6 separate regions of the Mus musculus genome follow, and regions 1, 2, 3, 4 and 5 are each linked to region 6. A link is a contact called in public HiCAR-type, HiChIP or PLAC-seq and promoter capture Hi-C data. All regions are on one chromosome and are shown on one strand. The core of a region is the stretch at or near the end of the contact, and the rest is flanking DNA. Distances in the headings are between cores, read along the strand shown. Region 1 holds the start of Spata5l1 (spermatogenesis associated 5-like 1). Region 2 holds the start of 4930417H01Rik (a long non-coding RNA gene). Region 3 has its middle 11 kb from the start of Mir147. Region 4 holds the start of Duox2 (dual oxidase 2). Region 5 has its middle 29 kb from the start of 4930417H01Rik. Region 6 holds the start of Myef2 (myelin basic protein expression factor 2, repressor).

Region 1 (3,231 bases), core at 553-3,052, 2.5 Mb before region 6:
TAAATAAAATCTGTAAAGGGGCTGGAGAGTTAAGAGTTAAGAGTCCGAGAAACTGAGTTTAGCTCCCAACACCCACATGGAGTGATTTACAAACATCTATAACTGTAGCTCCACGGGATCCAATGCCTCTGGACTTCATGTGCACCTACATAATCTCTCTCTCTCATCATACACACTATTTTTTAATGGAAAAATATAATTTGCTATTGCTTATTATAACCTGAATAGCGTGTGGTACTTTGTTAGAATAGCTTGACAATATTATAAGAATACATACTAAAAAAAAAAAAAAAAAAAATACATACTGTGTGAACCCTGAGGAAAATCTAGCGGAAGCTTCGGTTGCAAATGTCCGGTCCGCCAAGGGCCCTCGGCCTTCATTTGTTGGTTCTGGACTCCCTCTAGTGGTGCACACGTTTGTTGCTTTAAATAGTGCTCATAAAATTGCCAAATTTGGAGTCCTGTAACCAACAAAAGGACCACAGAACTGTTATTATGTTTTTCTTTTCAAGGTTTTCTTTTTCTTTCTTTCTTTCTTTCTTTCTTTCTTTCTTTCTTTCTTTCTTTCTTTCTTTCTTTCTTTCTTTCTTTCTTTCTTTCTTTCTTTCTTTCTTTCTTTCTCTCTCTCTCTCTCTCTCTCTCTCTCTCTCTCTCTCTCTCTTTCTTTCTTTCTTTCTTTCTTTCTTTCGATACCTTTCTCCATTCTGTAGTTTAGGCTTGCCTAGACCTCACTAAGTAGCCCAGGTAGAACTATAAATTGTTCTAATCCTTATTTAGTCTCCCAAATGTTGTGATATAGGTATGAACCATCACAGCAAGCTTAGAATGGTTTCCTGCAAGATTGTAAGTATGATGAATTCAGATGTATGGATGACTGAAACAATACAATGAAAATGGTCTGACTCAGAGGAGCAGGATGGGTTAAGGCTGCCTGGGAAAGATAATCTATAGTTTTACTGAGAATGTGTGAATGAGTTGAGGGCCCAGAAACACAATCCCTTCCTGATATTTGTGACACAAGGAGGGGAGTGGCTGTTTTAGTGGGGATGCTGTATATTTCTTGGCCAAGGTCAGAGAACTTTATAGTTTGGCCCTGAACGGGATCAGCCTCTTTATGCAACACGAAAAAACATGTACTGTCCTCCACACCATATCCCCACTAACTTAGCCTCTACCCCTGTTTTAAATCAGTGCTGAAATCTGAAAGGTTAAGTTCACTCTAATTGCCTCAGTGGGCATCAGTTATGACTCTCAGCTGTACCTTTCATGCGACCATGGTCAAAATATGCAGAGAAAAACCTCTTAAGATCACCCTATTAAACTTCCGTTTCCTGGTCAGTTCTTTACCACAGCTATCCACACGCACGCTAGCTTTCACACACATCCCTTTACATATTGAAGATGGTTATTATGTCTTATTATTAATGTCTTCTTTCCCATTTCTAGACGCTCCAAGTCTTTGGAACGAGGATAAAAGATCTTTCATAAGATGCGAGTATCATGATTAATTTGGCGGGTATTTTATTTACACCTTGTTTATATCTGTAAGCACGTTACACCTTGTCAGCAGTTTGGGTTTTCTTTTTTTCCTTAAGAAATCTTTTTACTTCACAAAATGAAAACTCTTATGGCCTAATGGAGCAGCCGTATGTCTGTCAGATGCCAGCGGAGACCTTTTCATTGAGGCTCTTGGACCGACTACCGGGCGTCTGATGTTTATGGAGAGCCAGGCTTTTCTCACTTTCCCAGAAGTCCTTTCGACCGTCAATCAGAGGCTTGTTCCTTCTTGGCGCATGCGCGCCGCCTGCATCCGGCAGCCGGGTGGATTGCTGCCGGGCTTTCCCCGGCGTGGTTCCCCGAGTCATGGCTCCGGACTCGGGGCCCTTCCCCGACGGACAACTTTTGAAGCTGCTGCCGGTGGATCCCCGGGACCGGGACACCCAGCGCTGCCGCCTGGGGCCGGCCGCCTTCCGCAGCTTGGGTGCGCGCCTGGGCTCGCCGCTGAGGATCTCGTTGCCCGCCGGCGGCTGCTGCCTCTGCACGGCCTGGCCGCGGCGCGACAGGGTGGATGGCTTTGTGCAGCTGGACCCGCAGTGCGCTAGCCCCGGGGCCCGGGTGGCCACGGGGAGGATAGGTATGGACTGCTTGCAACCCGTGCCCTGTCCGCCCCTGCGGCGCCTAGAGGTGTGGCCGGTGCTGCGGCCCCAGGCGGGAGCCCCGAGTTCCGCCGCGGTGCTGGAGGTAGTGCACGAGCTGCTGCGCAACCGGCCTGTGTCTCGGGGACACGTGGTGACCACCCCGCCGGGTGTCCCCGGCCCTGTCGCAGCTCTGCACGTGATGGGCGGGACACCGGACCCAGAGCCCGGCGGGTGGGTCACACCGCATACCCGCATCACGCTCAGTGACAAGCCTCCGCCACAGGTCGAGCCTCCCGGGGAGGTGACCCTTGGGGGTCTGTCGGAGACCGCCGACTCCCTACGGGAGCTGCTCCGCCTGCCGCTGCGCTACCCGCTCGCCCTAGCCGCGCTGGGGCTGGCTGTGCCCCGCGGGGTGCTCCTGGCGGGCCCCCCGGGAGTGGGCAAGACCCAGTTAGTGCGGGCCGTGGCGCGCGAGACTGGCGCCGAGCTGCTGGCGGTGAGCGCCCCGGCGTTGCAGGGCTCCCGGCCCGGGGAGACCGAGGAGAACGTGCGGCGCATCTTCCAACGAGCCCAGGAGCTGGCCAGCCGCGGACCCAGCCTCCTCTTCCTGGACGAAGTGGATGCCCTGTGTCCCCGGAGAGGCGGCCCGCACCGAGCTCCCGAGAGCCGAGTGGTGGCCCAGGTGTTGACGCTGCTGGACGGCATCCACAGGGACAGGGAGTTTGTGGTTGTGGGAGCCACCAACCGGCCAGACGAGTTAGACCCAGCGCTTCGCAGGCCGGGCAGGTTTGACAGAGAGGTAAAGTTCCTGAAAGCTCGCCTTTTTGGAATGTTGGGTCAGGCAGGAGTTGTAGATCACTTGTCACATGCAAGCTAGAACCTGGGTTCAAATCGTTCTGGGAAGCAGGATGGTCATTTGCTTTGTTGAAGTAACTAATCCTGATGCATGCATATTAAACTGAAATAGCCTTTGGAATGAGAACTTAGTCACAGTAAGAGAAGGCAGGGAAGGTGAATAAAAACAGGCATAAGCCCTTAAATGTATTCAAATGTCAGGATACCAGCTTCCTGTTCTACGTTGTCAGGGCTGGCT
Region 2 (3,601 bases), core at 80-2,579, 2.4 Mb before region 6:
TAAACTAATGCGACAGTAAAAATAAGGTCTAAAGCAAGAACCTTAGAGTGAGAAATTATCTGAAATCAGTTAAAAAAGGAGAAAAAAAAAAACCCTAGCTTCTGCAGCTGCCGGGGAGACCTCTAGCAAACTGTAGATACTCCTTTTAATAATGAACTTTTAATTAGTTGGCTGTATAGAGTTTTGTAAAGCCCTTGGCTATAAGCTCAAAAGGAAGCGGCATAAATAAGCATCAAATAACCAAAATGTAGACAGAGAGGAAAGTCTGGTACTGTGGATGGCTCTCTCTTTTCCCAATAAGATTCCTCATAATCTAATCCCTTCAGAACTTCTGTGTGAGAAAACAGAATGGTGTTCAGTAACATCCCTTAGTACTATAAAATTCTGATTCTAATCCATGTCAGAATTATTTTAGACGTTGAAAGATAAACCTGGCATTTTATCAGAATCTGTAAAAGGAGAAGTTACATGATATACAGTCAAGATAACACCCTAAACCCTACAGTAAAAGGCACTGTTTATGGGAGTTACAAGATATACCTGCAAGCTCTCAGTGGGCGCTCACGGGAACCGCACTTTGGAATCCCGTGTCCCTTTCCTATGGACCCACGAAAGTCTAGATACTCAGCAAACTTCCTGAAAACAAAGTTTCCACCTCAACTCCGGCGTAGCTAACAGCTGGACAAAGTCAAAGGCAAGCGAGTCGGCGACACAACTCACCTACAAGCTCTCCGATCATGAAAAGCAAGTAGAGGACGGCAGCGATGGTCAGCCTGGTCTTCACCTTCCTCTGCTTCAGCAACTCGCGTCGCTTGCTGCAGTTGTCACAGGGGTCCATTTTCAAACTCAGCTGACTGTTGGTTAAAGGTAAGTCCTGGTCCAATAAGGAGTCATCGTCGGCCTGGAGGGCCGGGTGCGCCCCGTTCACAGGCCTTTCCGGGGCTTCCGAGTCATCGTCGGCCACCACGACTCGAAGTTTATTAAAGCGCGAAAGCCCCTCGTCGCTCACCTCGTCCGAGAAGTCGAAGGCGCTGGTGTCATTTAAGAACAGCGGCGTGTCGTCTTTCCTCAGCAGGGATTTGAGGCGCTTCCACGCGCCGGGGCCGGCCATGGCAGCGGAGGGGCGGCCGGCGACTCCGCCTTCACCGGCGCTCGGGCTCCTCAGGGCAGCGCGGCGCGTCCCTGCCCATCGTGAGGAGAACGAGACCCCGCTCCTGTCGCCGCGCCCCGGCCGCGCGCCAGCTCCGGACTCGGCGGTGCTCGGCTACCTGCGGGCCGACGCCGCCGCGCATCCCCGCCCGGAGCTCGCGCTACTGCGACCCGGGCCAGGGACCGAGGCCGAGCCCCAGCCACTGCACCCGCCCGCCCCGTGCCGCTGGGAGGCCGGCCGCGGGGTCTGACAGGCCCGGCCTCCTCCGGCCCCTGAACGAGGCGGCGCGTGCGCCCGCGAGGCGCGAGGGGAGGGGTCGGCGCGGGCACGCAGGCCGCCGCTTGGGGGCGCGCCGAGGGGGCGTGGTCGCGCGTCGCCCCCTGCCCCCGCCCTCCCGGCCCCGCCTCTCGGGCTCTGAGGTCTTGTGCGCTCTGAGCCCCCGGGTGTGCCGCGGGAAGGTCCCCCCGGAGCTGGGTGTCACTGCTCTGAATTCCCTCCACTGGAGATGGGTCTCGGGAATCTCAGGTCCGATCTTGGTTATGGATGGTCCGTGGAAAATGTCCTTTAGTGCTTTCTTACCAAGTGGGAATCCTGGTAGCTTTTCTTCTACCCAATCGGCAAAAAATTGCCGATTATCTTGGTCAAAAGGCTAGGACAAGACTAGGATGGTCAGTAGTTCTATGGCTTGCTTTAAAGTTTCCTGTTTCTCAGCAAATATGTGTCTTCCTTCTGTGTTCACTGCTACGCTCCTTGGGCACAATTGTGTGAGCTTACTTTCCCTATGTTTCATCACATTCTCAAATGTCCTCAAGAAGCAAGATTAAAGGCAACACTGTTGGTAGAATTCATTTTAAAGTGTAAATCCTTGGCTTCCACCTTTCTTTCCTTTTGAGATCCTTAGGATCTAATCCAGGGGCTCATGCAAGTTAGACACGGGGCTACACCTGCATCTTGCCTGTGGTGTCCTGCAAGCTCCTACTTCCCCAGGGTTTACAAAGACAATATTTTAAAAAGTTTTTATATCTTACCAAAATTTCAGGTCACAAAAATACAATGAAAAAAATCACACGAGGCAATTTTAACGATTCTGTTGACACCTTAGAATCCGGTGCGAAAAGAAAGCCCTGGCTACTTCTGTATTCCAGAGTGATCCCTCAGTCCTAAGTTTTCCCCCAGAGCTGCAGTCATGAAAGCAAATTAGACCCTCCATGGTCCCGAGATCAGGAAGGGAAGGCTATTGCCTAGAATTTCATCAATCAGGACACGATGGTAATAGCCAAAGGGAGACAGCTTACGAGCCATTACATTCCTCGGCTCCAAATATCTTAGGAGTAGATTGTTCTGTTGTTTTTAATGTCCCATTTAACTGCCTACAATGTTTCAGGAGTGTCATCGGAGTCTCTTAAATGCAGCCTCAAGGTAGGAGGGATGTGAATGTTTCAAGAATAGTTGAAATAAAAGGATGGGTTGTTTGGGGACATTTCCAGCGCGCTGTGCTGAGGAGGACTGCCTTTGTGCGTTCTGTTCTTTCACTCGTGTCTCACTGGATTCTCGAGAAAGTGATGAGACGACAAAGCCATATTTTAAGCTCTGTCCATAAATTCTGTGATGACCCCACTCTTCAGGAGGTAAATTCCCTTACCTTTGCTTGTGGACAGCACTTAGTAATGGCCTATGACCTGTAATGAACAGTCTGTGGCAGAAGTGACTGTGACTTACAGACTAGGTCATAAAAGGTGCTGCAGCTGTTTCTTTATCCTCACTCTTAGATCTCTTGCACTGTGAGGAGACAGCTACCACATCATGCTAAACTTATCCAGCACCGTGGGAAGGTCTGTGAGAAGGAGCTTAGCCCACCAACTGCCATGTGAGTGAGCCATTAGTAGTGGACCTTCCAGCCCTAGTAAATCCTTTGGATGACTTTACACTGGACAACTGAAGCCTCACAATGCATCCTGGGCCAGAACCACCCATCTAGGCCACATGCAGATGATGCACAGAAACTACACAAGATAATGAATGTCTGCTATTTTAGGATAACTTTTTTATAGCAATAAATAGCAAATACACTATATTTCAAATTTCTTCAGAACCTGGAAATACTCCTTTTATTCTCCCTTTTTTCTTCTTCTTACATCCTGTGGGGTCTAGTTCCTAAGCCTGCCTTTGTACCAATAGCATTGCTTATACCATCATGCTTTCAAATGGGTCAAATTGCCTCTGTCAAAAGGCATGGAACATAACCACATTTACAGCCTTATTTCTCTGGTGCTTGTAACGATAGACAATCTGCTGAAATATGACTCACTTATCAACACTGCCTCCAATTCTGCTAGCTATTACTCAATATGCATTCTTTTATATGAGGCGTCATGCCCCATATAAACATTTCCAGGCTGGAGATTTTTCTTTTTGAATTACATCAGAATCTTACCAACCATTTTGCCTACC
Region 3 (3,575 bases), core at 793-3,292, 2.5 Mb before region 6:
GAGCAGCCTAGAACTAGAAACACACGTACTTTCCAGCTATTTTGACATATTTCTGTTCATGTCTGTCATATCTGTCAAAATGAACTCTTTGAAAAGAAGTTATGTTACCAAAACTGTTAGGATCATAACCCGTATTCTGACAGTCCCTAACAAGCTAGGCTCAGCTACTCATCCCCAGCCAGTAAAAGAGACAAGCATTAATAAAAAGCAGAGAAAGATGTGTTCAATATGGCTACGTTGGGAGGAGGCCCAGTGACCCTGTCCCCCTCAAATCCATTCCCAGTGCCCTGAAATGAGATTCAGGCTAGAGAAAGGATGATCAAAACATCACCGAGCAGTTGGGTAAGATGCAGTTCTCATCACTGGCTGTCATTGTCCTGGCTCCAGCCTCCCTTGCAAGATGCTGTGACAAGTGAGAACCCTGTGAGGTCTCTTTCAGGGGGACAAACTTCTCCTCCAACTGGCACCAGGATCCAGAGCTTCATCCTTTTTCTTTTCACCTTGAGATTTCTGGGGAAATTCCAATAGCAAGGGCTCTATTATTTCAATAGCCTAATTACCAAGGGGAGGAGCCCTTACGTGACAAGACACTTCTTTAGAGTGTCTTCTCAGGGCAGAGGGCATAAAACAGCTGATAGCTGCTGGGAAACTGAAGGAGTTTACTGCATGGGATTTTTCACATCAGGAATGAAGTGGGAGAGACTGAAAACGCAGATTATTATCATAAGCCACAAAGGAAGCAGACAAGGAACTTAAGCTAAAGACGGAGATGATACTTCAGTAGAGACATGGCTGTCACAAGCAGAGGTGGCAGGTATGCATTGATAGAGACTTTGAAGACCAAAGATCAATGCCAGCAGTCCACAGGAGAGCCATGATCAGCCAAAGCAATGGCAGAGGAAATGGGTGTGTGTGTGTGTGTGTGTGTGTGTGTGTGAGAGAGAGAGAGAGAGAGAGAGAGAGAGAGAGAGAGAGAGAGAGAGAGAGAGAGAGAGAGAGAATGCATTGGAATGGCCAAGGAAAAATCAGAACTAGACCCCACCTCTAAAGACTCCCCAGCACCATGCAGGGACCAAGGGACATACAGCCACCGAGGGACACTTCCCAACACCACAGCAAAGGTGTGCACCTGAGAAAAGAAGGCTTCTAGGCTGTCATTGGTCTCTTAGCACTCCAATATGTTGAGGCTACAGTGATAGAAACTAAGGTGATCAGGAGAAAGGGGAACTGAGCAAACCAGGAAGAGATCAAGGAGAGACCCTCTATCTCTGTGGCTGGCAGGATTAATATCATCAGCTATGAGTCCTAAAAAGTGCCTAGGGCAGCTTTGGAGGCTGAGCCTTAGAGGGAACATCACCTTGCCCTTACTGGTGAAGACCTACAGGCCTTGCCTGGCTGGCCCTAAGGTCTTTCACACCAGCCTGGAACCTCACCCTGTACTGGTCCTGGGAGACCTCAGGCAGTGGAGGAACTGGTAGTGGGGAAGGATATCCTCTCAGGGTCCCAGCCCCAAGAAAGGCCTGGGCAGGACCTGCTCTATTGCCCTTACACATTGGGCACACTGGGTGTGTCCTCCATAGCCAGAGGGGAGTTGGAAAATTCAGACGCCCATGGTGGTAAGTTTCGGTAGATGATGCTTTGCATAACAAAGATACCTCTCCTATTCCTAAATTCCCTTTGAGGATGGTACCAGGGCTAGCACTTGGGAGATGTGTTTCCTCTCATTGAGAGACTTCTGAGAATCACTTGGCTAAGCCTGAGTTCAGCACTGACTAAGCCCCAGGCACCTTCCGGAGCATACTTTAAACAGCACGTCACCCTTTCTTCCTTTCTGCCAGACCTAAGGCAGGCAGCCCTCGGCAGAGAGCTCTTGCCCACTCTTCCTCTACTGAGAAGTGGGTGCTCTGCCCTTCTCACTGAGACCTGTGACCCTCAGCGCTGGGCTGGGATTGGGAAGTTCAGTGTAGCCAGCTCTGAGTTCTCCCCTCACACCAAACTTCCTGCTTCTCTGGATTTGAGTCACCGCCTGCCTCGGAGCTCACCGCAGGCTTGTTCTGGTCTTGAGGGCAGGATGTTCTCTACAGCTTCAACCCCATGATAGGAGGAAACAGCTGTCCCTGCCGCAAGTCTCGGTCACAGGAAGGAAAGGTGAGTGCACCGAAGCAGAGGCAAGGGTCACAGTTCACAGCTGTCCTCAACGTTCACTTCTAAGATCCTCATTTTCTTTCCTTTCCTACACACCTCCTCTTTATTACAGAGGACCCAGAACACGGAATGTGATTAATGGTGAACACTTGTGAAGTTTTCATACTGCAGCCAACCTCTGCCATCTGTAATCACAAGATCTTCAGATAGCTTCGGACTCAGTGGATATTTAAACAACAGACACAGGCCACGTGTAAGTGATCAATTGACAGCACAGACTAGGTCTTCACAGAGCTTTGGCCTCAGAGTGGAAGAAATACTTTCCCAATAGCACACAGAAAGTTAGTTATAAGGCTATGGGAGGAAAGAGACAGGACCAAACACACAGACAGCAGGTGCCACTGGGCCCAAAGCAGGCGTCCACCCCCTACCCCTTCACCCCACCCTCACCCCATCCCCCACCCCCACCACAGCCGGTCTGAACAGTGGTTCGGAGGGGGCTCCTCTCTCAGCAGACAACTCAGTGTTGAGAACGACGTGAACATCAAGATAAACTAGCTTGAGATCATATTATACGCAACCCAGTTCTCAAAAACAAGTCAGAGTACGAAGCCACTATAGAGTCATAGGGAAACAGAAGTATATCTGTTCAGCTTTGCTGAGTGCAGTCTGGCAGCCTGTGTACAGGGCCACGGTACCCTGATGGCCCACTGTGGGAAATATTCCCAACAAAGACACAGTGGTGTTGGGAGCAATGTGCTTTTAAGGAGAAGAACATGAAGGAAAACCACCTGATATTAAAATATGAACGAAGAATCTACGGCTGTGTGAAGTGTACCCATTAAAAATGGCAAGGATGTGTGGCATCCTGCAGGTGAGGGGTAACCAGATAGCAGAGGCCAGGCCAGGAAATGCTAGGGCATAGCTTATGTTCACTAACATATGGAAAACTGCAAGTTTAGAGCTGTATAGGGTAGAGACTGTAATGTGTAAATATACTTTTATGCTCACAACTAATTTTTGGAGTAATTCCAAGTGTGTAAAAGTTATAAAAAGAACTTTCACACTCCCCACTAGATTTCCACCATAAATGTTTTACACCATTTTTCTTATAATTTTCTGTCATTATCTATCTATCTATCTACCTATCATATCTATCATCATCTATCTATCTATCTACCTATCATATCTATCTATCATCATCTATCTATCTATCTACCTATCATATCTATCATCATCTATCTACCTATCATATCTATCTATCTATATCTATCTATCATCATCTATCTCTATCTATCTATCTATCTATCTATCTATCTATCTATCTATCTATCTTCCTGTCTACCTGCCTACCTATCTTCCTGTCTACCTATGTGTAAGTGTAGCATATGTATATATATTCATGCACATATGAGTGTATTACTAAGGGA
Region 4 (3,257 bases), core at 419-2,918, 2.8 Mb before region 6:
TTGCTGGTAGGGAGAGCCTCACCGTGTCTGGTCTTCCCAGCCAGATCCCAGGCCTCCAGCGGATCCAGCCTCAGACCCCCTTCCCGCCTCTCTGCCCTCCTGCCTTTGGCTGCCTGGCCTCACCTGGTCCCGGGGGTTGCTGGGGCTCTGTCCAGTGTTGTGGTCCCAGCGGCTCCTTTGAAAGGGCAGCACCACGTTCCCGCGCTTGTCAGGGTCGAACACCGGGTCCCCACGTGGGATGTAAATGTTGAGGAACTCTGCGGGGCAGCCTGGTGTTTCCACACTCACCAGGTCTGAGAGCACGTGGTAGCCTGGGTTAAGAGAGCAAAGTGGTAGATAAATCACCAGGTCCCGCTCTCCTTAGGAGAGCCTCTGAATTATCAGGACACAGAGGCCAGAGCACAAGCTTCAACGCTGTCTCTTCAGCTTATCCCCCCCCCCCCGCCAGACTTGATCTTCTAAGATGCAAACAAAACGTAGCATCCCCTTGTGAACATGCCAATATCGTTTCGGGGGTGGGAGGGGGGGAGGCGGATACGATTTGAAAACAAGCTCCCTTCACCTCTGTGTGGCAGTCATGAGAGTCTTGAGGACAGCAGTGGTCAGGGCATAAGTTTCTGAGAGTTCTAGTGGGGACCCAATGTACGTGTTGGTTTGAAGTAAAGTAAGAGAAAGATCCCCGCATCACACCCAAACCCTCAAAGATGATAACAGAAGCACTTCTTGGAAAGTTCTTTTTTCTGCAAGTTGCGGTGGTCCTTTCCCTGGACACTCAGCAAGCTCCAGATCCACCCTGGTTTCCTGTTCCTATACTCACCAAAGAAGACCCCCAGCACTGTGCGGTTGTGGACCGAGGGCAGCCCTGCTTTGCCCTTAGCGACAGCATCGCTTAGCCGGCGAGGGTTGGGCAGTAGCGGCTCTTCCAGAGCCTGATAAACACCGTCAGCATAATTAGCCGGTATTAGGCGACGCAGCCGCGAGCCTGGAGCGCAGAGAGTTGATCTGGATCAACGCTCTGGGTCCCCAAGAAGCCCCACATGCCCCCTCCCATTTCCTACCCCCAGGAATGGATAAGAATGTGGTGAGAATGCAATCCCGCAGGCCGCCCCGGCTCCTCTCCCCACACTCCAACTGCACGCCCTCCCTACAGAGCCCGGGGCTTACCAGCCGCACCGCGCTGGTGGTACTTCAGATTATTAAACCAGCCGTCGTAGCGCTGCACTTCCCAGGGCAGTGAGGGTGCGTCCTGGCCACCTGTGGGAGCAGAAAGCCTCCCACTTAACATTAACCTTCCAGAATGCCCTGAATGACCCGATGGGCTTTAGGCTCCTTCCTCAGCTGGCTAACTCCTGCCAATGAACGCCATCTCCAATCCTTTGGCCGCTGAGCCGAGGCGGTCAGAAGTCTTCCAACTCAATAGCTCAATAAGAGATGGCTCAACCCTTCCAGCTTCCAGGCGCCATCTGCCTTCCCTTCTCTTTCCACACTCCTGTGGGACACTGGCTAGCCCCTTCAGCAAGAGGCCCCTACTACGTACCTGCTGGGCCCAGGGGTCCAGTCAGCAGAGCGCCCAGGAGAACTAGAGTCTTGGGACTTGTTGGAAGCATGCTGTCCTTGATCCCGGCGGTGGGGGGTAGTGTGTCAAGAGCGCACACTCCCACGGCTGGTACTGGGAGAGGAGCAGAGAGGTACTACTCAGGTCCCACATCTTCACGACGCGCTTTCTGGCATTAAGACCGTCTGCCACCCTAACCCTGTCTGATGCTGATCTCAAGCACATTAACACCCTGGTCAGGAGCGCAGCGGGACTGTCTATGGGGTTTGTTCTAAAACCTAGTCCTCTCAGCCCAATTTCCCAAGTACTGCTTCTCCAGGAGGGGGATAGAAAAGGGAGAGAGGCTAATGAACTGAGAGCTAGGGACGCGCAGCCAACCTCATCCTCATCTAGGATGAATTACGTTCAAAGGGGAGAAAGGAGCTAGGAGACCCAACCTCTGGTGTAAGGGATCCGGTCCGGTTCAACAGTCTTCCGTGGTCTTGGAGATTTTGTTTCCTGCTCCGCTCCTGGGAGCAGCTCCGAGAATCTTCACCCTTCCTGGATGCCCGTTCACCCTTCGCTCTTCGTCCTGCCTAGCAGGTGTCGCTCGCGCCACCGCTAGCAGGTGTGAATGTGTGAATCAGAGGTTTGCGGTCGAGTTAAGGACAGGATTTCAGTTATTTGCATGTCTCCGCCCCTTCGTTTGCATGACCTCAACCAGACAGGACCCTGCTACCTGGTTTGGACGCCGCCCCTGCTTGCTGCCCACGCTCCTATAAAAGGAGGGGGTCTGCGTTTCTTTGTGAACACTGCGTGAAGTCGCAGGGCCAGGAAAGAGTTTCGGGAGATCACGCCTCTGCGCTTCTTAGGAGAGCCGCAGGGCTCGGACTTTTTATCACTCATCCCAGCTCGCTGCCTGCGAACAGTTCTCGAACTTCTTGCAGGATGACTGCGTGGGACGGGGTGCTACCCTTTTACCCCCAGCCCAGGCATGCCGCCAGCTTCAGCGTACCGCTGCTCATTGTTATCCTGGTGTTCTTGTCTTTGGCTGCTAGCTTCCTGTTCATCTTGCCTGGAATCCGTGGGCACTCGGTAAGGGGGTATTCAAAGTTCTCCCTAGAGGGATTCTAGAAGAAGCCGATTTCGTGGGGGTAATAGTGCGATATGGAGAGAGTTTCTTGGAGACTCAGGACAGAAGAGACTAAGGAAGATTCTCCGAGGATCAGCAGATGCAAATTTAGAAGTCTGGTGCAGTAAGCGACTCTTCCGAGGAAGAGGTTCCTTGGTCCAGGACATCCCGGGAAGAGACTCCAGCTGGCTTCTTTTGGAAGCTGCAGCAGCAGTGGGAATCAGCCCAGTATATTTGGAATTAAGTCTAGCCTTCGGGTGCGGCCAGCCCCCCCCCCCGTCTCTGGTCTCTGAATGCCTTAGCCCCTCTGTCCTGTGCTTTGAACCATGATCAAGAGAATGGGGACTTCTGTGCTTTTCTTACTGTGTTGAGTTAAAGACTCAAGAGAGTTTCACAGAAGATTCAAACGTGTAGCAAGCAAGAGAAATTTCCAAGCTCCCAGCCTCCAGGTCCTGAACTACATTGTTATAAGTCTGAGAAGACCTTTTCCTGTTGATCTTTGTTGGTTCGGAGGAACTGGCAGGTCTAGAAAAATCCGCAGTCCCTCTCTTTTAATTGACTACCAGGCCCCGGGGCCTCCCTCTTCTGGGA
Region 5 (3,615 bases), core at 195-2,694, 2.5 Mb before region 6:
TTTTACTGTGTTCTGTTTATTGAACAGAACCTTCTCCATGGGGATTTCTGATGTAGTCATTTTGTTTTACTGGCTTATATCCTGTACTATGTCTTTATCAGAAAGTCACTTTACTTTGCTCTGTTAAAAGCATTAAGATCCTCTTGCTTTCCCTAGCATTAATTGATGCCAAGATGGATTGGTACCAGGGGGCCTGTTTCCCGGGGCACAGTTACAAGAGTAGATGGTGCCTAGCCAGGGAAACACAGAACCTCCACAGATCCACAGTCTTTGCACAGCTAATGGAGCAGCTGTGGGCTGCGAGTGTGAGTAATAGAAGGGATGGATACTAGCGGTTATTAACCATGTGGTTGGTGCCGGCCACACTACATATTCCCTTGGGTAGTGTTCAGCAGCTGCTGTGCAAATGCTGGAAACTGAGGTAGCCCAAGTTACCACAGAGCCTGATCCAAGGTCTAGGCAGCCATAGCTGCTGCTCTTGCTCTCTTGCTCGACCCTTCCTTTTTTCTTTCTCTCTCTCTCTCTCTCTCTCTCTCTCTCTCTCTCTCTCTCTCTCTCTCTCTCTCTCTCTCTCTCTTTCTCTCTGTCTCTCTCCCTCCCTCCCTCCTTCCCCCCTCCCTTCCTCCCTCCCTCCCCCCCTCTCTCTTTCTTTCTTTCTTTTTTCTTTTTTTTACATTTATGTATTTATTTCTGGGTCGGGGCACCCATGCACATGCTGCGGTGTACTTGTGGAGGGTGGATGGGTATCAGAGAACATCTTAGAAGAGTCTGTGTCTCCTTCCACCAGGTAGGTTTTGGGAGTGAATGGAGGTGCTCAGGTTTGGTGGCCTTTATCTGCTTTATGCCTTTATCCGCGGAGCCACCTCCCCAGGCTCCTTCCCTCTGATATTCATGCACTGTGTCTCTTTTCTTTCTGGCTGTGCCTTTCTCATTATTATTAATTGCTTTCAAAATTTAAGCTAGATGAAATGCAAGGGCACTGTTTTCTCCAAAGGTGGGATGTCTGAGTGCCTGAGGATGCCCATAAAGAGCAGAAGGTGATCTGGGAGCTGCAGGTCCCCCTTGTTGTTTTTTGTCTGTTTTGGTTTTTTGGTGGCTGTGAGAATGAGCAGGGCAGCCGTGGATGCAGAAGGCTCCACACTAACTCGTAGCTAGTTGTGCACTAACTTGTAGCTAGTTGTGCACTAACTCGTAGCTAGTTGTGCCTAATGGAAAGTCTCAGCCATCTGCTCCTGCTTCCTGGGAAATTTCCCCAGGAAGGGCTGAATTTTACAAGCTGTGCTAGTTACTTTCCTACTGCGGAACACAGCTGCTGAAAGAAGGGCGGGCGGGCTTACCTGGGCTTAGCATTTTAGAGTTCAAGATGGCAGGGTAAAGGCAGCAGGCAGCAGGAGCTGGAAGCTGAGAGCTGGGGGCCCACATCTTGAACCACAAACAGGAAACAGAGGGAGCAAATTTTGAAACCTCAAAGCCCAACACCAGTGATGTACTTCTTCCAGAAAGGCCACACCCTCTACATCTTCCCAAACAGCACAACCCACCGAGAACCAAGTATTCAAACACCTCACAGGCTGAGCATTGGAGGGAAGCACAGGGCTTTGGAGGGCACTGCAGGAACCAGGCGAGGCAAGGGCTCCCCATAAGAGCTCAGAGAAGTGAGGTGAGAGGAGAAGCAGGAAAGGGTATAGGCGCAGAACCAGTGTGGTGTCAGGAGCCAAGTCCCCAGAGGCAGAGTGGGCAGATCGATCCTTTTGGGACTTGGGGAGCAAGCCTGAGAAGGCTCTGGAGGTGCTGATATGGAAGGCCACAGACGGCAAAGCAGCTGAGCAGCGGTGTGTGTCTGTGCGTGCTGTCCTGTGTGGTAGGGAGAGAATGGGCAGTTACCCTTTGGGAGAAGTGACTTAAGAAGCAGCTAACACAAGTGTATACAGTGGGGGCTGACTTGAGATATTGCTCTCTCTCTCTTCCTCTCTCTCTCCCTTTCTCTCTCTCTGTGTGTGTCTGTTTCTCTGTGTGTGTGTGTGTTTGTTTTATATTGTCTTGATGTTTGAATCATAGGAGACTTCAATAAAGAAAACAAAAATCTACTCAAAGAACTCTAAGGGCTTTGTCAGTTGGAAGGGCATTGGAGACCTCATGGGGATATTTTGAATAAACCGAGGCAGATAAATTAGGATTAAAAGGGGTTACAGGGGAAGAAGGGTGGAATCCAGAGACGAACTCAGGGCACGTGGCTTGCTTTGTTCTTTGAGCTTACACATGGGAGAAAAAAGAGGCTAGATCCTATAGTAATATTGAATTTTAATTAAGTTTAGTTTAACAGCAGAAGTAGCCATCACACCAGGCCACAGAGTCCTGGAGCATGCTGGTTACTCCCATGAGCTGGCGTCAGGGAGAGAATCCCATGCTTGTCTACAATCTGGATTCATTGACTTATCGCTCGTTGAGCAAAGATGGAGTCGCTGGGCTGAAATATTGATCTTGTTCTTAAGGTGCTTGTAGCCAAATGGACTCTGCATAGGCTATGGATAAGCTTGGTGTTGAAGTCTGCCAAGAAATAGGAGGAAGGATCCAGTGTGACTGAGAAGTGGAGCAGTTTAGGTGAATAGATAAGTGGGCATGGGTGGAGGTCTGAGGTAACCTAGCAAACATGAGGTGCATAGATGGGGGGATGGGGTGCAGGTGTTGGTGAGGGGAGAAAGAGGAGACAACTGGATGGGGCGTGGCGACCACCCAGTGCAGGAGACTAGACTAACAGAGCTCCCAGAACTCACATTCTGTCTGTCACACGTGATGTGACAGAGATATCTCTAGTCAGTGCTCACCCCAGAGAACAGCTATTTTCAGGCTATGACTCTGGGTGTGGGTGTATTGAACTGAGAGATTGCTTAAGAATTTTAGGTCCTTCTACCTATGACTGATTAGATCTTGCCCCGGGACATGTTCCTTAATCACAGGCTTTTGATGGGAGAACAAGGGGAGCGGGGAAAGGGGTCTGCTATAGGGTATAATTTCCGAGCTGATGGAATGTTCTGGGCTAGGACAATTATGAGTGACTCATTCGTGAAACCCACCCTGCACCCTACATGTGTGTTTAAGTCAGAGAGTTTGAGTTTGTTTGTCGAGCGTCTGTAAAGATAGGGAAGTCGGGGATCCTCAGGAAACCAAACTGGAGGGAGAGTGGTGGAATACGCAGCTTACGCCAGAGGCCTGGAATGTGTGAGTTCAGTTAGTTCTTAGAAGAGTTCTACAAGTCAGGCGACAATTCCCACCCCGCCAGTGAAGGCACTGGTCCAGACCATACCCACTGAGCAGGCTTTAAACTCAGGATTAGTTCTTCTCTGCCCAGAAGGTGATGTGAATGAAAGAAACTGATGTAAAATACTGTGCTGACTCTTTTTATGCCACTGTGACACAGGCTAGAGTCATCTGAGAGAAGGGGACCTCAACTGAGAAAATGCCTCCACAAGGTGGGGTTAAAGGTGGGCCTGTGGTGCGGGGGGGGGGGCATTTTCTTAATTGCGATTGATATGGGAAGGCCCAGCCCACTGTAGGCAGTGCTGCTCCTAGCCTGGTAGTCTTGGGTTCTGTAAGAAAGCAAGCTGAGGAAGCTGG
Region 6 (3,229 bases), core at 150-2,649:
AATATAGGCATCAGGAAAACAGCAAACACTGAACTTCTAAAGCTCAGGATAGGCCCCAGGGAACTGGGGTAATTCCTCTTAAATACGTTGTCAGTGGTTAAGAAAAAATATACAATGATGTCACCCTAAGAGCGAGACTGTCATAGAGAAGCTGAGGAGCACTACCCCATCTAGTTTGCAACCAATTCAATTCAGCCGGTTTCAACAGACTGGTCCAAATCACTGCCTCAAGTATTTCCACACAAAAGCCAGAAAGACATTTTCCCTTTTCTGACTTCATGTCAGAAAGCATGTGTTCACTGCTTTCTACCGTGGCAGGATGGAGAGGTGGAGGGTGTTTTAACAAATTACTGGCATTATTTTCAACTTCAGTTTTTACAGAATAAGCCATAGGAAAATAAATGTTTGCCTTCACATAGCCCCACGTGACAAGGACAGCCGAGCACAATCTGCCCCTATCCTACTGCCTTACAACTTAAGATCTTATGGATTAACGTCGACTAAATTCTCTACAGACACAGATGACAGATCCAACCTTCAGCCCTCGGGTTTTCTTCTACAAAAAAAGCACTGCATTCGGTGGAGGGGGGGTGTCATTTTGTGGCCTAGCGCCTGCCTGGAGACTGCACGAGGCCCTGGGTTGCGTTCCCAGTTTTGCCAAATTCAGATTTATATTTCAGTAATTTAATTATATCGTAAGTGAATTATAGTAAAATGAAGGCCACTACACACTGAGTTTGTGTTTTTAAAAAAATGAATAAATAAACCAGCCTGCACGGCCCACAACCATCACCGGGTGGGTGGAGGAGACCAAGTCCTCCTTTTTCGAAAGCCAATCAAGAGGAACACAATGGGTTCGGTGAGCTCTAACACTTTGGAAGCCACCACCGCACACGCGGCCCTCACCGGGGCTCGGAACCGGGCCGGGAGGGGAAAGGACCGATGATGTCATCCCTGGGTCCTCCCCGAGGATGAGGCTAGCCTCGGGCCTTTTAAAGGGGACCGTTTTTCCGCGCGCCCGAGGCCGGGGCCGCCAGCACCGCACCTGCTCCCGCCCCGGGGCCGCCCGCGCCTCCCGCCCTGCCCGGCCGCCCTCCCGCCCGGCCGCCCGGGGGAGACAATACATTTTAACGCCGTTGGCGCTGCTGCGCGGCGGTTTCTCGGGCTCGCCGGGGTGCGTGTCTCGCCGCGGCTCAGCCGGTTGCTGCTGCGAGCCGTCGTCACCCGCGGCCGCCTCGGACTTGTCGGCATCGGCCATCCCGCCGCGGGCTCCGCCTCGGCCGCGATGAGGGCTCCGAGCGCTACAATGGCGGCGGCCGGAGAAGCGGTAACGGATCGCGATTTGAAAAGGCCCCGAGCGCTCGGCGGCCGGGATCTCGCGAGAGCGGACGAGGCCCCGCGACTTGGGGAGTGAGTGGGGGCGGGGCTCCGGCGCGGCCACCTGCGGAGGGAGCGCGGGCTGCCTGGGGGGGCAGAGATGGGGGTCCTCGGGGACGGGGCCTTTGGATGAGAGGACTATGGCAGCTCCATCTCTGCGGGTGGATGCTCTACGAACCCGCCAGCGAGCACCGGTAGCTGAGGACAAGTTGACCACTTTCTTTGAGGGCTGAAGATTTTTGTAGACCTTAGCAATCAGCTAAGAGGTCGAAGTTTTTACATTCTCGGGGCAGCTATCGATTTGGACAGTCCATCATTTTCTTAAGAAAACCTGTACAAGGGGGCTGGAGGAGTTCAGCAGTTAGGATGACTTGCTGCTCTTGCCAAGGACCTGGGTTCGGTTCCCAGCACCCACATACAGGAGCTCCAACGACCTCTTCTGACTCCATAGGCGCTGGTATGTCTGTGGTGCACAGATATACATGCAGGCAAACCACACGCACACATGGAAAAAACAAATTGTTTTAAAAGAAGTCTTATACAAGACTAGCTACAAATGCATATTTTGGTTTGGATTATAGATTTTACCCCTAAATACTAAAGATTCATAAACCTGAGTGTCATGATTACACTTCACACTAAAATGGCCTTTTTCAGTTGAAAAAAAAAGCTAAGACCTCCTCAAATGTTTCCTTCTTTAAAAAAAAAGTGAACAGCATAAGGCAGACACAGTTTATTAGAGATGAGAGTCATCTACAAAATTCTGAGTTTGGCGTTCTACCCACATAGTGTCCTAAACACAACAGATACTTTTGTGTTTCTGTACTGTCACCCCTGGGGCCTAATGGTTGCAGTTAGCAGACAGGTGCTGGAATCTGGCAGAGAAAATTAGGCTTTCTCCTCGGCTGAGGCATTTCAGTTCTCCACTTCTCTTCAGGTAAAGACAGCAGTTCCTTCCCTGCAAGGTAGAGATTTAAAGAAAACACTTCATCTAGGGCCAAGTGCTACAGTATCGCAGTCTATCTCTTAAGGCTCCCATGGGGTTTCAATCAAGGAGAAACCAGATTAACCCACCCCACCCCACCTCAACCCTAGATTTCAAAGTATTCACTATTCCATGTATTCTTTTGTTACCATTGAATTTCTCCAAGGAACTCCATCTGACAGTCCTGGACTAGTAGATTCCTGCAAAAACCTTTTTCACATTTCAACACTTTTCAAGAGTTCATCGTGACCAAACCATAATAGAAGGTTCGGAAGGGACACTAGAGCTCTGCTGGAGGAGGACTTTGGGAAACAGCACTATTCAAGAGCTGTAATCGAGCTAAAAGCACAATTTAATTAAACACACACATGAGACTTACCCATACTCCAGAGTATGCCAATTTAAATATCCCATTAAAAGAGCTATTCTTAATGACTGAGCTTTGGGGGGCAGTGTCTTGGAATTTCCAACCCCAATAAGCCTATCTTAAAAAAAAAAAAAAAAACCACGTAATCCAGTTATTATAAGTATAAGATATAAGCCTAGATTGGGCAGATCTAACACTATACTAACATTCCCCAGCTATAAGACCCCTTGCTACTTGTGGTTTCTCCTGGCCACGTGGTTCTGCTCCAACATGGCTATTGTCCTCACTGTCTTCCTTCCTCCTCTCGTCCTCCCTCTTCCCTACTTGTGCCCATTCTCAGAGATCTCCCGTTCTTCCTATCCCACCACTGCCCAAAAAACGGGCTCTCGCCTTTATTGACCAGTTAAAATGGGAAGGTTCGCAGGACTTCACCTGCTGCGACTGCTCTAGGGGGCAACCCCTCTGGAGGAAGCAGAATTAACATCAGAATACAAACAGCA

The links. Promoter capture Hi-C pulls out the DNA fragments that hold promoters and counts their contacts. HiCAR-type assays count read pairs that join an accessible place to other places. HiChIP or PLAC-seq counts read pairs in DNA pulled down with a chosen protein or histone mark.
Region 1: a HiCAR-type map of astrocytes shows a contact between it and region 6, with 11 times the contacts expected there. The contact joins the promoter of Spata5l1 here to the promoter of Myef2 in region 6. A contact is called at or near these places in 7 of 39 promoter capture datasets (cranial neural crest, embryonic stem cells, hippocampal neurons and 3 more) and 3 of 115 datasets of contacts at active chromatin or transcription factors (astrocytes, embryonic forebrain and large pre-B cells).
Region 2: a contact with region 6 is called in a promoter capture Hi-C map of embryonic stem cells, with 11 times the contacts expected there. The contact joins the promoter of 4930417H01Rik here to the promoter of Myef2 in region 6. A contact is called at or near these places in 8 of 39 promoter capture datasets (cranial neural crest, embryonic stem cells, hippocampal neurons and 4 more), 2 of 115 datasets of contacts at active chromatin or transcription factors (extraembryonic endoderm stem cells and forebrain) and 1 of 9 other capture datasets (adipose tissue).
Region 3: a contact with region 6 is called in an H3K4me3 HiChIP or PLAC-seq map of pro-B cells, with 16 times the contacts expected there. The contact joins the enhancer-like site here to the promoter of Myef2 in region 6. A contact is called at or near these places in 5 of 39 promoter capture datasets (cranial neural crest, hippocampal neurons, liver and 1 more) and 2 of 115 datasets of contacts at active chromatin or transcription factors (astrocytes and pro-B cells).
Region 4: a contact with region 6 is called in an H3K27ac HiChIP or PLAC-seq map of embryonic stem cells, with 7 times the contacts expected there. The contact joins the promoter of Duox2 here to the promoter of Myef2 in region 6. A contact is called at or near these places in 3 of 39 promoter capture datasets (the 3T3-L1 cell line, hippocampal neurons and pre-B cells), 2 of 115 datasets of contacts at active chromatin or transcription factors (astrocytes and embryonic stem cells) and 1 of 9 other capture datasets (embryonic stem cells).
Region 5: an H3K4me3 HiChIP or PLAC-seq map of pro-B cells shows a contact between it and region 6, with 10 times the contacts expected there. The contact joins the enhancer-like site here to the promoter of Myef2 in region 6. A contact is called at or near these places in 2 of 39 promoter capture datasets (hippocampal neurons and pre-B cells) and 4 of 115 datasets of contacts at active chromatin or transcription factors (astrocytes, embryonic forebrain, large pre-B cells and 1 more).

Annotation. Positions count from the first base shown.
Region 1 is chr2:122,628,823-122,632,053 of GRCm38.p6, forward strand. Spata5l1 (spermatogenesis associated 5-like 1) reads left to right here and starts at 1,803. Exons shown (of 3, transcript NM_001033256.4): 1 at 1,803-2,937. The coding sequence starts at 1,864.
Region 2 is chr2:122,701,310-122,704,910 of GRCm38.p6, forward strand. It overlaps 4930417H01Rik (a long non-coding RNA gene), which reads left to right and starts at 1,330. Exons shown (of 5, transcript XR_866691.3): 1 at 1,330-1,675. Slc30a4 (solute carrier family 30 (zinc transporter), member 4) reads right to left here and starts at 1,354. Exons shown (of 7, transcript NM_011774.3): 1 at 721-1,354. The coding sequence starts at 1,111.
Region 3 is chr2:122,650,504-122,654,078 of GRCm38.p6, forward strand. No RefSeq gene overlaps it. Among named protein-coding and RNA genes, the nearest start is that of Mir147, 11 kb to the left of the region's middle. Within about 2 kb of position 2,043, at least 165 of the 459 cell types and tissues checked have an H3K27ac peak or open chromatin away from gene starts, as enhancers often do. A contact at or near this core is called in pre-B cells and pro-B cells, where this site is marked.
Region 4 is chr2:122,296,559-122,299,815 of GRCm38.p6, forward strand. It overlaps Duox2 (dual oxidase 2), which reads right to left and starts at 1,669. Exons shown (of 33, transcript NM_001362755.1): 1 at 1,538-1,669; 2 at 1,165-1,254; 3 at 818-982; 4 at 124-311. The coding sequence starts at 1,607. Duoxa2 (dual oxidase maturation factor 2) reads left to right here and starts at 2,342. Exons shown (of 6, transcript NM_025777.2): 1 at 2,342-2,629. The coding sequence starts at 2,483.
Region 5 is chr2:122,671,592-122,675,206 of GRCm38.p6, forward strand. No RefSeq gene overlaps it. Among named protein-coding and RNA genes, the nearest start is that of 4930417H01Rik, 29 kb to the right of the region's middle. Within about 2 kb of position 1,445, at least 49 of the 459 cell types and tissues checked have an H3K27ac peak or open chromatin away from gene starts, as enhancers often do. A contact at or near this core is called in pro-B cells, where this site is marked.
Region 6 is chr2:125,122,261-125,125,489 of GRCm38.p6, forward strand. It overlaps Myef2 (myelin basic protein expression factor 2, repressor), which reads right to left and starts at 1,400. Exons shown (of 16, transcript NM_010852.2): 1 at 1,125-1,400. The coding sequence starts at 1,258. Gm46759 (a long non-coding RNA gene) reads left to right here and starts at 1,384. Exons shown (of 2, transcript XR_001783448.2): 1 at 1,384-1,834; 2 at 2,529-3,229.